3 separate regions of the Mus musculus genome follow, and regions 1 and 2 are each linked to region 3. Evidence: chromatin contacts called from public promoter capture Hi-C data. All regions are on one chromosome and are shown on one strand. The core of a region is the stretch at or near the end of the contact, and the rest is flanking DNA. Distances in the headings are between cores, read along the strand shown. Region 1 holds the start of Zfx (zinc finger protein X-linked). Region 2 holds the start of Arx (aristaless related homeobox). Region 3 holds the start of Pcyt1b (phosphate cytidylyltransferase 1, choline, beta isoform).

Region 1 (3,270 bases), core at 384-2,883, 450 kb before region 3:
CATAAGAAAATGACTGATTACTAGCTAGATCTACTAGATTTCTAGTAGATCTGAGCGGAAAATGAAGGAACACTTTACAGATTTATGCCATCTTCTCCCATTGTCCATGCTAATTTCTGTTCTTAGTATAGGTTCTACCTAAGAGAGCACACACACACACATACACACCACACCACACCACACACGCACGCGCGCTCACATTAAGTAGAGGCCCTTAGGTGTGTGTGTGTGTGTGACAGAATCTCACTGAATATACCACAGTCTGGCCTGAAACTTGCCAAAATCCTTTTTGGATTGTGGACATTACAGGTTTGAGTTATCATGCCTGTCTCCCTTTTAAAAACAATTTTATGATTGTAAGCTGATGAAACAATTTACATTCTTAGAATATGTTTAAAGACACCTCACCCCAGTTTGCAATTTGCTTTATCCTTTTTGTTCTTTAAAGATGTCTTAACTATGGGAAAACAGCTATCAACACTGTCTACCAATATGTCAAGCTGGGTGTCTGAGCACACGTCTGTGATCCCAGCACTTGGGAGGCCGAGGCAAGAAATTGGCTATATCCCGAAATATCCACTGTCTTATGTCCCCCAGTACACCACAAAAAGTTCTATCATGTTAGAGTCTACAGTAATGTACAAACTATATAGTTTAATGTTTTTCGGTGGTAGTGGCCCATGCCTTTAATCTTAGCGCTTGGGAGGCAGAGGCGGGTAGATCTCTTGAGTTCAGCCTTGTCTACAAAGTTAAGTTTCAGGACAGCTAGGACTACTCAGAGAAACCCTGTCTGGCAAAAAAAAAATGCCACATAGTGATCTGGATTGAGAAAAACACAAAACTCCTATTTTTAAGTTTATAAATATTTTGTTGAATCAGATACTTTCACTTCTTTATCTTCTTAAAGTTTAAGAGACTTAAGAATTTTATTTAAAAAAATCTCGATAATTGTAGAGTGTTATAGCATTATTACATACATAAAAGTTATGATCCATAGACTTCCAGTGTAACACACGTGTAGTTTCTATAGCACTAAAAATCTCTATTCTCTGCAGTGTGCTAAAGGCTTCAAAATGTACCTAACCCCCCCCCCCATAAAAAGAGACCAATTTGGCTTCCCGACAGAAAGCTTATTTATTAAAAAAAAAATTACCGGGTTTGGTTGTTATTCTAGGTACCCCCCCAACACTCTGCCTGCACCATTCAAATTGGCAAGGCCATTTTCATTTTGTTTCAAAGTTGTTTTTTTTTTTTTTTTTTTTTTTAAAGGGAAGGCAGGGGACGGCGAGGGTTGCTAAATTTATCTTCATCCCCAGGCACCGGGGATGAAAACACACACACACCGCACACACACACATTTACGGCGGGAGGGGGGTCTGCGGGCCTGCAAACAACTCGAGCCACCGCCTCAGGCCGGGACCCTCGCGGAGAGGCGGTAGGTGTCCCCGAAGGCCCCCGGGGGGTGGCCGCGGCCCACAAACATGGTGGGGGGTGGCCCGGGCCTCCCGCCTCTCGACGGTGTCGGTGGGCCACGGCCTCGTGCGGATTTTACAGCCGAGGCGGCGGCGGCGGCGCGTGTGTGGCGGCGGTGGCGGGCGGGAGCGCGGAGGTGGAAAGAAGGGGGGCGCTGTCACGGAAACTCGGGCCGCCGGAGACCCCGCCGCAGCGAGGCCACTGGGCTCCCCGGTTGCGGGGCGTGAAGGGCGCCAACCCGGGGCGTCAGCGGGACCCACCGGGCGGAGGAGGGGGCCCAGCTACCCTTCCGCATTTTCCTGGGTCTCTCTCCCCGGCGGTGACGTGACGTGCTGACGGCGGGCCCGTGCCGGGGAGCTGGGCCGCTTTTTGTCAGCTCCGAGCTCGGCCCCTCCTCCCTCCCTCCGCCCGCCCCACCAGCCGGAGCCCGGCCCAGTGCTCCAGAGAAAGGCCGGCCTGCAGCACCCGCCACCGTCGCCGACCGCCGCACGACCGTCCGGTGAGTCCGGGGCGCCACTGCGGCCGTAGGGCCTGGTGCGCGCGCGGCGGCCTGCTCTCGGCCTGCTCGGCGGCCCGCAAGGCGCCCTCCCGCGCTAGGCCGGGCGGCGTGGCGCGCGACGCCGAGCAGGCCCCGAGGAGGCCGCAGTTAGGCCCGGGGTGGCGCCCGGGCGCTCAGAACGGCGGTCGAGGCGCGTTCTGGAAACGGGCGGGGACCGGGGCAGTGCCGCCCGGCGGTTGGGGAGGCGGCTGAGGGGTCCCGGGTGGGCGACGTGGCCGACCCGGGGCACCGTGCGGGGGCGAGGCCTGGCGAGGAGGCTAAGGCTGCAGGCATGAGGTGAAGGCCGCAGGCCGGCCCGGCCGATTTTCGCTATGTAAATATCGGCGAGGGGGGGGGGAAGAGGGACGGGGGACAAGATGGCGGCCGGCCGGCGCCTGCTGCAGGCTACGACGGAGGGGGTTGCCGGGAGGGGGAGCCGCCATTTTGAAGGCGGCGTCTGAGGAGAAAATTCCGCTACAGCCCGTGAGGGGGGGTGTGAGAGCGGGCCGCGGCGGCGCTAGCTACGGGGACCGGAGCCCGGGCGCGGCGTCGAGTGTGCGCGCAGGGGCGTGTTCGCTCCCCATGGCGGCCATTGCCCTCGTCGCCATGATGAGCACTTGGATCCCAGGCGCTTGGCGGCAGCGCCACCTTCCTGCCCAGCCTCCCACAGCCCCGTGACTGGCTGCTGTTTCCGCTGTGTTTCAGTTGAGCTGCCGCAGGCGGCCATCGCGGCCGTCTTGGCGCTGGAGCCACCTCATCTGTATGGCCCCGGGGCTCCGAGCCTTTTCCCGGCGCTTTGCTGCCGCTTCAGGGTGATCTGCCGCGGTGGCAGTAGTGGAGCCGGAGACATTTTCTTAGGACTTTATTTTCTCAGAGGTAGATAGACGTGGCCGTTAGGGTGACCCTGGTGCGGTGCTTCTCCGCCAATCGTTGCTTTCACGACTCTGTGAATAAAGAAAGAAAAGTGATGGGAAAGTTCTCACCACTCTTTTGACCAATAGGGGGAAAAAGGCATCCTACGAAAGCGGAAGACTAGCATATCGGAGGGAAGTTTTTGTGTTCCTTTCTGTGGAAACAAGTTTCTTGGGAGGCTGCGTTTGAATTTTGGTATATATATTTATTTATTTAACTGAGGAAAATTAAAGGGCAGAAAGTTATTTTCTTATCCAACGATGTAATGTGACGTATTAGCTAGCTTTCGTTGATTCGCTGTGGTAGCCCGTTTGTGAGGTTTTTAGAGTGGAATCGCACCCCATGAA
Region 2 (3,285 bases), core at 96-2,595, 390 kb after region 3:
AAGAAATGTCTGGAGCGGGGACAGGGGTGAGGTTCAACAGGCACAGGCTGCTCCTTCCCTTGGAGGAAGCGCCTAGCACAGGTGCCCTTGCAGGCTAAAAAAGGAAAAGGGGAAAAGTCAGTTTTATTTTAGAAAGCCTCATTCTCTGTCTTTCGCTCCGATCTTCCAAAGGTGTAGCTGCTGGCTCGCTGGCTTCAGGGTTTAAACGACACCAACACTTCTTTGCCTGCAACACTACTGCATCCAGCTCATGGGGAAACTTGAGTATTAGTTCAGAGGACCAAAGGACACTTGTTTTGGATTTTTTAATTTCAGAAAAGAAAACACTTTAGATATCTCAACTCTTAAAAATTAACACAGTAGAGAAAAGTAGCGCCCAGAGGGTATACATTTCATGCATTTCGAATCCATTAAGTTGCTGTTTGGAGCACCCTAGGGTAATGTTTTCTGCCAACACTCGCATTTAAAAGGTCATCAATAATGTACAATTAAAAACTAAAAGGAAACACAAAACACCGCTTATAAAGAAATCTTCCAAAGGAGAAAGGCCAAAGTTCACCTTGCCTGAAGACACCACCACCATTCCTTAGCTTTTGGGGTTCTTGCCTCCGTGAAGTTGCTGCTTTTAAAGGAATTAAGAGCATCTGCTGCTTCAGTGCCATTCGGGGCACACCCAAGGCCACCAAAAGGGACTTTTAATCGCATCTAAGTATCTAAGAGTCCCACCCCCAAATGAAGCTTGGGCCCCTGCTTTTTCTGGAAGGAGAGATAGAGACGGTCCTTCTCTCTAAGGCCCCAGGCCCTAGAGTTCTCCCTTCTCTTCCCTATGTCTCCAACTTGACAAGTCCCAGGCCCCTTGTCCCCAGTTTCAAACATTCAAACCAATGCCCAATGCTCTTTTGCAGGTGCCTGTCCGGCACAACCTTACCTTGCATGGCTTTTTCCTGGTCAGCGCGGCTGGCCAGCGGGGCAGGCAAGCTCTGCGCGGCTCCCAGAAGCCTCATTTTGCATGGGCTTCTCCGGCCCAGGATGCTGTCGATGCAGTAGGAGGAGAGCAAAGTTGGAGATTTACTCTTGCACTCCGGCCTCTCAGAGCAGCCCTCTTCCTGGTACTGATTGCTCATGGCTGGTGCTTTTTCCTTGGGCTCAGAGAGCGGACCTCTGCTCCTCTCTCCTGGAGGGTTGGATGAAAAGGGTGTGTGTTGGGGATGGGTTGGATGGCTGATTAAAACAGTTATTACTGCGATCTTTGTTCCTTTCCGTCCCCCTCGGTTGCGGGCTCCCACCCTGACCTCAGCCGGAGCTCGTCCTCTCCGCGCTCAGGACAAGCGGTAACAAGTGTAGTGAGCCGCGGGCGCGGAGCTCTGGTGTCTCTCTGCTCCACGTGCTGAGAGGCGCTCTCTGATTGGCTCTCGACAGAGGCCGGGCTGCGTAGGCCTGCCGGCAAAGCGCAAAGCGCGAACTGGATTTCGGAGAGGGGCCTATGAGTGTGGGGGCAGGGGATTAGCAGCTGGCACGCACTAGAGCCAAATTTCCTTTTCTTTCTCTTTCTCTTCTTTTAAACTAACTACTTTCAAACTTTGATATCGTTTTCTTGTCGCTCCTTCTTGTCCTTAGGGTTATACTCTTAGTTGTAGCTCAATTGGGTGCTAGGTTTGTGGGTGCCTCTTGGACTTCGGCACCCCTTCCACTATCCAGAGGACCTAGCTCCCTGTAGCTGTACGAGATCAACCTGGCGCCTTTCAATGCCGACATTATCCTCCTAGGACAGTGTCTTGACCTCAGCGCTGTTCAGTCACCATCCTTTCTAGGACCAATGGACCTCCGACGTGTCAGAGGCAACCATCTGCTGTCTGAGCCTTTGCTTTTTCTCTTGTGGCTCAAAGCCTAGAGTTATTTGTCTTCATCCAGAACCTATCTGTTGCTCTCTTGTTAATATCCGCTCCCAACATTCTCTGTCTCTGTTTTTAACTCTGGACTGTGAAAAGGTCCTTAAATACAGAGCCCTGCTAAAGACAGAGTCTTCCCTGGAGTATTCAGAGAGGTGAAAGGGACTGGCAAGAAAGAGTCCAAACCTCCCAGAGAGGAGACTGGGAACAAGACTGGGGGAGTCTCTTTTCTCTTCTGACACTCCTCACTCTTTCCCTACTTCTCCAAATTTATCTTGGTTAGGCTGTCACCCCCTGGCAGCGCCTGGCGTATGAAACCCCTTGCACTGCAGAAGTGTGATTCTCAGTTTCCTAGGACAGAAGGGACTGACCTTTACCTTGAACCAAGTCGAAATGCCTAACATTTTGAATCCTGTGACCTGGCCCCTGTTAGCAAAAGTGATGGAGGAGCGCCTTAAGGGGAAGCAGTTGCTTCTCAAAGGGCTCCCAGTATTGGACCCAACCCTGAGTGAAGTTGGGTCGATCCCGGAGAGGAGCCAGAATGGACACCCTCATTCCCTAGGTGTAGGTTCCAAGAGACAGCTACGGCCTTGACTTTGGCGGGGTGGGGGTGAGGGAGGTGGGTAAGAGGTCGGGGAAGGGGAATCCACGCCAGGTTTTCCTCTCTCAGCCCCTTCAATGTGTCAAAGAGAAAACGTTTTACAAAGGATTATACTTGAATCACTTACAGTCAGTATTTAAAAATACAAGGATACCTAACTGGGATTTTTCCCCCCAGCCATAAACATCTGCATAACTCTTGGATGCTAGTGGGTGAGTGGCAGATAGATCGATCGGGCTAGCTTGGCAGGAGTCCTCAACGCAACTTGAGGGGGTACAGAGTTGAGAACAGACAGACACATCAATACTACTAATACTAACACCACACTACTACTAGTAGTAGTAAAAAACGGAGCAAAAAGGATTTGTCTCTATCCTTCCATGCCATGGTCTCTTCGGTGTTTTCTGCCGGCTTCTCAGCATAGTTTTCGTACCCTCAAATGGTGGAGGAAGAGGCTGTGAGTTGCCTTGACATTGGCTTTTCTTTTATGCCCTCTCTGAGATTCCAAGGTACCTAGAATAGGTTTCTGTCTTTCTTGGGTTCTATTTGCATCCTCATCTTTTGATGTTTTAAATATGGTCTCATCTAACTTTAGCCCAATATTATGTTCTCCGCGCCTGTTCCCCTCCCTAGCCCTTCTTCGTCCTGGGGCCTCAGAGCAGCCCAGAGATATAAAGACTCTTGGGTTTCCCTCAAGCTTCCAGGCAAAGACCCTCGCCTGCGTCGCTGCGGGTGTCGGTCTGGGGATACAGAGACACTTTTTCCTCCCGGCAGGGAAATCCACAAAACCCGGCT
Region 3 (3,245 bases), core at 395-2,894:
TATATGACAGAAGTGCACAGAGGCCACATGACTTATGTCACACAGTCACTGGCTAATGGGCTAAGAAGTAGTTAATATTGAAATACCCTAAAAACATGCCTCAAAACATAGAAACTGCTCTAATATAACTCCCCGCTGGTTATCTGATTTCAGAAAGTTGATCCAAGCCTGCCTTCAAACCCTTATTAAGAAATAACAGTTCAATAGTGGATTAGCATTGAAATCTGTAAGTCCAGATTATGTGGGGGCTCATATAAAATTCTACACCAAAAAAAACCCCAAAACAAAAACAACAACAAACCTCTTTAAAAAAAAAAAAAGTCTCCCTACTGTCAAACTGCACAGCCAATCAAAACACTTTACGTTTTAACTTGGAAGAAATCCTTGAAGAAAGGATAACTCTAGTCTGTGTCTTGGATTTGGGGGTTCAAAGAGCAGTATCCCCAGGTTGTATAGGATTTCAAGCTTCAAGAAACCTACAATTTATTTGACTTTTTTATTTTTTTTTTAATTCCTTGAGGCCAGGTTTGCTGAAGTGGTTGAGAAGAAACTTCCCCATTTACCTAAAGAATAGAACAAGTGTGAAAGAAGCTGCTCAATAGAGACACAGTTACTGAGAGAGAAGAAAGCTCTAGCCCTGTTTCTGTACTTTCATTCTTAAAGGCATGCATCCCCATTCTAAATAAACGTAGCATCTCCAGGTTGCCATTGCCTGACTAGAAATCTTCAGTATCGTCCTAAAAAGGTTCACGCTTCCTTTTCAACGCACGTTCTTTCTACATGCAACCTCAAGGTATATATCAGAGGAATGAGGGTGTTTTGTTTTCATATAGTTTTCGTTTGCCATTAGGTATGAAAGAAAGAGAGAGAAAGAAAGAACGAAAGAAAGAAAGAAATCGTTCCTGAGCTAGAATTTAGAACTTCACCGGGGAAGCAGTCCAAGGTTTGTGAAGAAGAAAACCATTTTAAAACTGTGACAATGCACCTAAAAGGGAGGGGGGGGGGAGGTCATTCTTTCTTCTCCCAAAGCACAAAAAAGCACAACATATCCCCAGCAGCCCGTTTCCTACCCAGCCAATACAATAATGCTTTGTAAGCTGAGAACAGTGTCCGGTATAGGAGCTAAGTATAAACAGCTGAGAAGGATTAGGCTGCAGCTCCATTCTCATTTACATGAAAATCCTGTAAGCATTTTTTTTTTCCTCGCTGGCTGCGGGCACAGAAGGAACTCTTTTGTGCCATAGCCACGCATACATTTCCATCCTTTGTCTTTACTTACCAGTCGAGGCTGTGGGCATGTGTGCTCTATTTCCTCCATGGTTTCTGAGGGAGGCTCATTGGAAAGGGATTTTGGGATACCTGTTTCTGACTCAGCATCAGTGGTAAGTACTGGCATGGCCAGTGAATGCTCCCTCCAGCTCTACACCCTCTGGGAGTCTCCTCCCAGGCAAAGAATGTTTTCTTTGTCACGTATTTTTCTCTTCCCTACCCATCCCCCTTCTTCTTCCCTTCTTTTTTGTCTTCCCTGGGGGGAAGTAAAGAGGTTACCCCCACCCCCACCCCCAACGCACACACCACCCTTTTCTTTCTCGGAGAAGCCCAGAGGCAGGGCCTCAGTTTATCACTATAACAACCAGACAGCACGGGAGCGTCTGGTGCGGATACAGTATCCTCATTTGCATGGAGCACGCTGGTTGGTTACTGTCATCATAGTACCACTCCACCTGGGAGCGGCCGGGGCCCATTGGCTGGCCTGCCTTACCCACCGGGCCTGAACTTGCTGCTTTTGTTTTTTGCATTTAATTCACTTGTGAAGGTCTCTGTCAGTGCCTGGTAAGGACTCCCTGCACTTCTTAGATAAGATAAAGCTGTTTCCTGAGGTGCCCCAGACGCGTCGCAAAAGAGCATAAAGGACCATTCCCTGGCATGAGCATTTAATGCAGTTGTAGTCAGAACATTTGCTAAATAGGAATCGTTCTGAAGGCAGAGCCACTTTAAAGCCCCAAACCACTAGGTCAATTGCCCACTGGCTTCTGAGGGCTTGTCCGGCAACTCACTGTGGGCATCCGAGTGTTCATCTTCTGGACTGCATAAGACAGGAACACTGACAGATGCCTAAGGCCTGTTGTAACTCTGTCTATCCCTGGGGCTGCTCCAGGAGGAAGTTTAAAGGAGGTAGGTTGTCTTTGACAGCCTGCCTCCCAGGTCTAACTGCCCTCTCTTCCTCAGCCAGCCTTTCCCCATTAGTCTTACTGTCATCTGTTCCACAGTACACTTATCTAACATCCCTATATCCTATAGTATAGGGCCTAGACTCCTATCCAAGTGCTCATGGAAATCTGAGGGAAAAAAAACCACAGTGATGTGCCTTAGTGTTTACATTATCCTAAAACATCAGTGTAAGAGGAGTCTGAAGACACACATTCCAAGGAAAGAACTTGCAAAAGTGTTTGTTCTAGTGAAATGCCATGTCTAATATTAGTAAGAAATAAAATCACTAGTATTTGTTAAGCACAGGTGCAGTGCCAAGTACTTTACTTAGATCTTCCTTAATCTTCATAAGAACCCAAAGCAGATCCTATTATTATCCCCACGTTCTAAGTAAGGAAATTGCAACTTAGAGTAATTGCGTAGGGTCTCAAAGTTCATAAGCAATGGAGCTGGCATTTGAAGAAGAGGGAGGAGGAGCAGGGAGGGATACAGCAAGTGTAGCACAAAAGGAACTAAGGAAGAATCCATTCAAGCCGAATAAATCCTTATGCTTCCAAAGCTTTCATTTTGTGTTTCTAACTACGGTTTCTATCCAAGTGTGGCCACAGACCAGCAGTGGACAACAACAGAATCACCAGCCAGCAATGTCTTAGGAGTGAAAACTATAGGTCCCATGACAGATCCAAAAATCAAATTTTGCAGGTTTGAGGTGGGGCTTGCATTTGCATTTTTAGTGAGCTTCTTGGTAATTCTAATGCTGCAGGTATGGGGACCATAACTTGAGAAACAGTGGTTCACAGGATGGAATAAAAATACCAGTCTTAGCCGGGCGTGGTGGCACACGCCTTTGATCCCAGCACTCGGGAGGCAGAGGCAGGCGGATTTCTGAGTTCAAGGCCAGCCTGGTCTACAGAGTGAGTTCCAGGACAGCCAGGGCTACACAGAGAAACCCTGTCTTGAAAAAACAACAAACAAACAAACAACAACAAACACTAAAACAAACAGACAAACAAAACCCCACCAAAGTTGTCGAT

Evidence for each region. Promoter capture Hi-C pulls out the DNA fragments that hold promoters and counts their contacts.
Region 1: a contact with region 3 is called in a promoter capture Hi-C map of pre-B cells. The contact joins the promoter of Zfx here to the promoter of Pcyt1b in region 3. A contact is called at or near these places in 3 of 39 promoter capture datasets (the 3T3-L1 cell line, hippocampal neurons and pre-B cells) and 1 of 115 datasets of contacts at active chromatin or transcription factors (embryonic limb bud).
Region 2: a contact with region 3 is called in a promoter capture Hi-C map of embryonic stem cells, with 3 times the contacts expected there. The contact joins the promoter of Arx here to the promoter of Pcyt1b in region 3. A contact is called at or near these places in 5 of 39 promoter capture datasets (embryonic stem cells, hippocampal neurons, liver and 2 more), 3 of 484 Hi-C or Micro-C datasets (embryonic stem cells and pre-B cells) and 4 of 115 datasets of contacts at active chromatin or transcription factors (astrocytes, embryonic forebrain, embryonic stem cells and 1 more).

What each region holds. Positions count from the first base shown.
Region 1 is chrX:94,121,770-94,125,039 of GRCm38.p6, reverse strand. It overlaps Zfx (zinc finger protein X-linked), which reads left to right and starts at 1,633. Exons shown (of 9, transcript NM_001044386.1): 1 at 1,633-1,972.
Region 2 is chrX:93,284,567-93,287,851 of GRCm38.p6, reverse strand. Arx (aristaless related homeobox) reads right to left here and starts at 1,345. Exons shown (of 6, transcript NM_001305940.1): 1 at 1,293-1,345; 2 at 929-1,174. The coding sequence starts at 1,124.
Region 3 is chrX:93,673,511-93,676,755 of GRCm38.p6, reverse strand. It overlaps Pcyt1b (phosphate cytidylyltransferase 1, choline, beta isoform), which reads right to left and starts at 1,644. Exons shown (of 8, transcript NM_211138.1): 1 at 1,280-1,644. The coding sequence starts at 1,396.